Linked DNA regions of Sus scrofa: region 2 is linked to region 1. A link is a contact called in public HiChIP or PLAC-seq data. All regions are on one chromosome and are shown on one strand. The core of a region is the stretch at or near the end of the contact, and the rest is flanking DNA. Distances in the headings are between cores, read along the strand shown.

Region 1 (3,298 bases), core at 20-2,519:
CACCTCCTCCTCCAAAACACCTCTCCAATGGGTCAACGACTCTCCATCCCGCTGCTGCTGCCCTGGTGCCAGCCATGGCCAGTCCTTACCTCCTCTATGGGTCTTGACTGCTCTTTACCCAGTTCTCAACACAGTGTTCTCTGTGATAACGTGAATACGACTAACTCGCTCCCCAGCTCGAATTCATGGCTCCCTATTACTTTTGAAACAAAGTTCAAAATTTTTTGTTTTTTGTTTTCTCAGGGCCACACCCTGGCATATGGAGGTTCCCAGGCTAAGGGTCGAATTGGAGCTACAGCTGCCGGCCTACACCACCGCCACAGCCACGCCAGATCCGAGTTGCACCTGTGACCTACACCACAGCTCAAGACAGTGCAGGATCCTTAACCCACTGAGCCAGGCCAGGGGTCGAACCCACAACCTCATGGTTCCTAGTCGGATTCGTTTCCGCTGCGCCAGGACGGGAACGCCAACAAAATTCAATTATCTTAACAGGCTTGCAGGAGCCTCTGTGTTCGGACCCCTGCCTCATGTCTCTGCTATGAGCTCTACATAACCTGCCCAATACCAGGTGTCCTCCTGCCTCTACACACGATGGTACCACTCCATGCGTTCACTCGACACATTTAGCGAGTGCCTGTGATGTGTCAGTTAAGGAAAACAGAGAAAATCTCCACCTTCACGGAGTTTAGCAGAGAAAGCCAACCCTTAATCCCAAATAATCAAAACAAGACCCTTCCAAATGCGCTGACGACGGGCCTGGGGATGGCTGGGCCTGTGGGCTTGGCTTCCATCCCCGAGGCCCTCCACCCTGAGACCCTCCCCATCGCCCCGCCCCCTGCCCAGGCCCCGCCCCTCACCGGCCTCGTAGCCTTCATCTCGCTTCTCCCGCTTCACGCGGCGCTCGGAGGGCTCTGTCTGGCTACGCTCCCGCCCGTGCGTGCTGCTGCGGGCCTCCGCTTCGGCCCCGCGCCGCCCGCTCCCGCGCTCGCTCCCACGCTCCCGGCTCCGCTTTCGTCGTTCGCCACCGCTGCTGCCGCCGCCGCTGCTCCGGTGCTTGTGTTTTTTGTGCTCCCGGTGCCGAGGCGGCTGCTCGGTGGCGCTCCCGGTGCTCGCTCCTGCCGTAGTCCCGGCCGCCTCCTTCTCCCCGCGGTGCTTCTTTGACGACCCCATGGTGGTAGGTCCACCCGAGCCCCGCCGCCGCCGCCGCCGCCGCCACCGCCGCCGCCGAGCCCCGACGGCGCAAAATGGGAACACTTCCGGGTCGGGCCCGGCTGCGCCGTCGCGTTGCCGGAAACCAAGAGCGGCTGCTTCCGTCCTTTGCCTCGGAGCTGCCCCAAAGGCTCATGGGAAGGCTGGGATCGGGCCCGACTGCGCATTCGCGGCCGGCACTGGCCGAGCGGCGGTCTTTGACATAGTGGTCGGATTGCGCGTGCGCTCAAGCTTGAGGGGCGCGTTCGAGTCCGGGGAAGACCGTATCCCAGAATTTGAAGGACCTAGGGCCCATCTAAGCCAGCATGGCCTCCCTGGCTTCCCTCCGCTTGCACACCCTCAGCCACGGGATGCTCACTGCAGCGCCCGCCGCTCCAGCAGAAGTCCTCCTAGTAGACTCCCTGGGGTCGTGGCCGATCAGGTGTAGGAGGACGGAGCACGTTCTGCTCCTGAGACCCTCAGCTCCACAACCCAGCCTCCTCCCAGCCCCCACAACTAATATTGTCTGCAAACGCTGCCTTCCCACGGTCCCTGAATTGGGTTTTTTTAACGTGCGCTTTGACTGCTACGGAGCTCGAGATGGGCCTTTGCATGCCTGTGAACCCCTGAAATCGAACGCAAAATTTAGCACATCGGGGTGTGTGTGTGTGTGTGTGTGTGTGTGTGTGTGTGTGTGTGTGTGTGTGAGAGAGAGAGAGAGAGAGCGCGCTCGCGGGAGCTGCTGCTGCTTTTTTTTTTTCCCTCTTGAGAGGAGCTCTAACTTGAAGTTGCTTGAAGCTAAAATCTCAGTTTACACAGGAATTCTCCTATGGCGCAGCGAGTTAAAGATCTAAAGATCCGGGACTGTCACTGGAGCGACTTGGGTCACTCCTGTGGCTTGGGTTCAATTCCTGACCCAGGAACTCTCGCATGCCACAGGCACAGCCAAATAAACAACAACAACAAAAACTCTGTTCACACAATCTCTCCATCCCTCCTGACACCCCTCACCTCCCAGTTGCCCCATCTGGAGGCCCATCTGTCTGTGATTATGCTCCCCTTTAAAGTTCCGCTTTCCTCCCCCCCAGAACTGGGAGTTCCCAAAGGCAGAAGCCATTCTGTCCTATTCACTCTTGACTTTCTAGGACCCAGCATTTCTAGGGCAAGTTGCCGCTGTTGCTCTTGGAGATGCCATGCTCACACCTCAGGAGCAGAGGCAGAGCTGTGCACAGGGAGGGGGCAGCCAGAACAGCCAGAGTTCCTCTGGGATGTGGGGAAAGCCTGCTGCAAACCCACCTGCCACCGCCAGCTCCCAACACGCAGCCCCTTCCCACCACCAGAAATCTCACACTATTTTCCACAAAGCATTTAATTTTATTTTTAATTTTAATCTTAGACACCAGACTCCTGGTCTGAGCTTGAGTTAGAGTGCTTATCAGGCTGGCTGCCGGTGGATCCTGTCTTCGTGGGGCTCTGAGAAGAGTCCTGCATTCTTGCCCCCACTGACCTGTGGCTCCTTAAAGACAAAAGACACCAAGAGGCCACTGGGCTCTACAGCTCTCTGTCCCTGTGCCCAAGAAGACATGGGCTGTTGGATGGGTGAGGCCATCATCACTGATGTCGGGGCTCCTGTACTGTGTGACCCTGAGAAGTGATTACCCCTCCTCAAGCCTCAAAACCCCTGCTGTGCACCTAGTTGTTGGAAAGCATACGCGTATGTGGAGTGACTGGCCAGGCCCCAGCCCAGGGTGGGAACTTGGTGTGCGGTGCATTCCTGTGTCCTTGGGCATGGCCCTACCCCTCGGGTTCTTAGTTTCCGCACCGGAAGTAGGGAAAATAACCCTGGCCCTGCCTTCCTCCGCTCAAGCTGGACTCGTCCTCCAGGTCAGGGAGTGGATGGGGCAGGTCTGAAGCCCAGATTCTGGGTGGATCCAGGGCCGGCAGACGCGGGGTGAGACCCTGTGGGGAGTGCTGGTGATGGTGCCCTTTCTCCCCGCAGTTGGGCCTCACCTGGGTTTCCTGGGGGCACCTTCTCTGTCCCCCTTTCCTGCCTCAGCCAGCAGCTGCTCCTCATCCAGTCCCAGTTCCGACAGCACCTGGGAGAAGC
Region 2 (3,305 bases), core at 343-2,842, 250 kb after region 1:
CCAGCTGAGGTCCAGATAAGGGGATGATGCTCTTGCCTGAAACGCTTTCACATCAGAGCCAGAATTTGAACCTGGGTCTGTCAATTTCCAGGGCCTAAACAGGGCTGTACCTCCCCACTCCTATCCCTGTATGTGTGGGTGGGGGGCAGGTGGGGGGTTGGGCCAAGGCTCAAGGTCTCACAGGATGTAAGAATGAGACACCCAAGGCCCCAGGGACCTGTGAAGTGCGGAAATGTGTCAAGCCCAGTGGTAGGTGCAAAGGGCGGTGTGAGAACGTGAGGGAAAGCCACCCCCAGGTGAACCCAGGATGGCGCTGGGGCAGGAGATGTGTGGGTAACCCACTAGGGGTGCAGGCACCTGCTGGCGGGTCTTTGTGCATCACCCAGTGACTGTGTGGGGCTGGGCTAGGAGGGGGCGGAGGCAGAGGCCCCAGGCATCCCTCGGCTAAAGCTCCAGAACCAAGCAGGGACAAAGCCTCCGAAGCTGAGTGTCTCCTCCCTTGGTTTCTCCTGGACAAGGTCCTGACGCTAACCCTAAAGTTCTGTTCTCTCATCTCTAAAACGGGGTTAACCATTCCTGCTGCCCCCCAGCACTGCTGGGAGACTGAAAGGAAGGTGAATCGAGCGCAGCTGGCCATGTGTTAGTGTGAGGTGGCAGAGGCAGGCCCTGGCTCCAAGTGCCCAGCTCCTGGGCCTGGACTGTGGTGTGGGTGAAGTGTGTGTGATAGGGGCGAGAGAGGACATGTGCGAGGGGGGTCTGGGCAGGGCCCCACTCCGGGTGGGCTGAGCTCTGTGTAGCTGTGCGGGCATGGCCTGTGGGCTGCCTCTTGTTCTGGCACAGTGCCAGGCTCTGGCCCTGCCTTAGGGGGTGTTCTTGGGCTCTGCCCCCCACCCGGCAGCTTCACACAGGGTCCATTGAGGCCGGGACATTCCTCGCGGCCTGTGTCACTGGGAGGAGGGGGCCGGCCGGCTCCCACAGATCCGGAAGGCCTGGCTGCCCCAGGAGGAGGCGCTGGACGCTTCCCAGCACATCTGGAGGTCATGACCCCACTTGTGCTGCCAGGGGCCGCGACAGATGTTTCCTCCCAGGCCAGGCCCGCGGTTGGGGGGCAATGTGCAAAGGCTGGGTAGGAGGCCGCCCAGGCAGAAGGGGAGCCCCAGGATAGGGGGAACCCGGCACACAGTCGGCAGGCAGCAGGGCAGTCGCCAGCGCCGCTGAGAGGGAGTCGGGAACCTTCGCATCCACTCACCCGCACGCACGCCGGTGGGGGCCGGGGCCATCGGGCAAGAGGGTGGGGGTGGGGCGCTGGTCAGAGGCAGGGGACTGGACTTGCTGACTTGGGACTGGAGCCCAGCGGGAGATTGGGAGGGTGCAACAGCGAACGAGGAGAGGACCCCCACCCACCCTCCACCTGGGTCCACACCAGGCCACTTCCTTCCCTGTCTGGCCCGACCACCGTGCCTCCGCACCCCCGCTCCCGCCGGTACCTCTGGGGCTCCCGCCCGGCCGCCTCCTCCCGCGCTGGGGTCCCGCTGCCTGCTCTCCCGCTACCGCTCCGGGCGCCGGCTCCGCCTGGGGGCGGGGCTATGCCGGGGGCGGGGCCGGCCCGGAGGGGCGGGGCGGGCCCGCGCCGGCCGCGGCGGGAAGCGCAGCGGGGCGGGCGGGGACTGCAGGCTTGGCCGTGGTCAGCCCCGCGCGGGGTTTGAGCGCCTGCCCTGAGACAGGCCCAGCCCAGCGAACTGTCCGACCTCAGCCCTCGGCTGAGAAACCGGAACAAGTGTACCTGCCTCCCTAACCGACTTGGGGCGAGGACACCGAAGGGTTCAGCTCCTGCCTGACACACAGCAAGGGCTCAGCAGGCGCCACTACTCACGAGCACCGGGTCCTGCTCTGCACACGCGCGCTCGTGTACCCTTAGAACCCAGGGGTCAACTATGTTATACTGAAGAAACTGAGGTTCAGAGAAAGGCTCTGGCCAGGGTCAAGGCTGGTAAGCGTAGGAACTGCAACTCTTTGGACGTTTCATGCTGAGACATGGAATGCAAACTTCAGATCAAGGCTTGAAAAGGGAACAGGCTCCTGAGGGAAAGGATCCCGTCCTACTTGAACCTCACCTCACCTTGGTCTAACCTTGACCCTGTCATAACCCAGACCCACATCCCTCATGCCCTCTTCTGTGCTCATCTACCCTGACCTAGCCAGCTCTTCTCCCCTCCACCCAAACGTCCCCAGATAGAAGAAACTGCCAACCAAAATCAAAAATAGTGTTATTAATTCTGGTGTCTCCGAAGCACGAAAAAAAAAAAGAAAGAAAAAAAAAAAAAAAAGAAACCTTCCCTTCCCACATATCAGCCCCAAGTCCAGGTCAGGGGGCTACCCCTGCAGGCAGTGCAAGCCAAGGCAGTCCTGGCCATGGGCTTGAAGGGGGACCAGCCCATGGGTTTGGCTCTTGGGCCTGGCTGGGAGGCTGCCTGCCTTTGGGAGCCCAGGCCCTGGATTAGGGATGAGAGATCAGGGGTCAAGGTCAGAAGTCTGGGCTACTCAGTTCTGGTGCTCTGGCTAAGGCAGCCAGAGGTCAGGGTTCACATGTGGGAGTCAAAGCCACTCAGTTCTGTGGTCCAGTAGAGAGACCCAAAGGCCAGGGGTCCAAGTTACTGAATCCAGGGCGAGGACCCAGCGGGAACCGGGCCACTCAGTACTGATGCTCCAGCAGGGGCTGGGCAGCTGGGCTCTCCTGCTCCTCAGCAGGCGCAGGCCAGTCGCCCAGGGCCCCCGTGGGCGTGCCACTCTCAGCAGCACTGCCATCCAGGCAAGGAAAGTCCTGTGCGGCTCTGGAGGGCGAGGCGTCGGTGTTGATATCCGGGCTGAGGCTGAGGTCTAGGGGCGCCTGGGGAGGAGAGAGAGGTTGGTGGGAGAGCAGACCTGAGCTGCCCGGGACCTGACCCTCCCATAAGAACCTTACCTGAGATTTGGGGGTGCTTCCTTTAGGGCTCCCTGAGGCTGGCTCCCCCTCGGATCCCCCTAGCCCTTTCCGACCCCCCAGGCTCCACTTCCCGCTGGGACCCTCAGAACTAAGGAGACCAGGGCCAGGGGGCCTTGAGGGCCTGGGACCCTCAGTGGGGGCAGGCGAAGCAGGGGACGGTCCAGGGAGCCGAGGGGGCGGCCACTGCAGCAGAGGAGGGGGACGCCCATCACCAGAGCCACTCAGGGAGGGCCTCGGGCCCCAGGCAGGGCCTGGTGGGAGGGGCTGGTCGCCGCCGCCTGTGGGAGACAGATAAGAGGCAGAGACCTTCGTGGGCCAGGCC

Evidence for each region. HiChIP or PLAC-seq counts read pairs in DNA pulled down with a chosen protein or histone mark.
Region 2: an H3K27ac HiChIP or PLAC-seq map of alveolar macrophages shows a contact between it and region 1. The contact joins the promoter of SIPA1 here to the promoter of SART1 in region 1. A contact is called at or near these places in 1 of 5 promoter capture datasets (fetal liver) and 1 of 2 datasets of contacts at active chromatin or transcription factors (alveolar macrophages).

The regions. Positions count from the first base shown.
Region 1 is chr2:6,372,073-6,375,370 of Sscrofa11.1, forward strand. It overlaps SART1 (U4/U6.U5 tri-snRNP-associated protein 1), which reads right to left and starts at 1,270. Exons shown (of 20, transcript XM_003122517.6): 1 at 861-1,270. The coding sequence starts at 1,173. It overlaps TSGA10IP (testis-specific protein 10-interacting protein), which reads right to left. Exons shown (of 9, transcript XM_021083386.1): 8 at 3,202-3,298; 9 at 2,545-2,707. The coding sequence ends at 2,584.
Region 2 is chr2:6,616,964-6,620,268 of Sscrofa11.1, forward strand. SIPA1 (signal-induced proliferation-associated protein 1) reads right to left here and starts at 1,593. Exons shown (of 16, transcript XM_021082850.1): 1 at 1,488-1,593. PCNX3 (pecanex-like protein 3) reads right to left here. Exons shown (of 34, transcript XM_021082830.1): 34 at 2,250-3,263. The coding sequence ends at 2,693.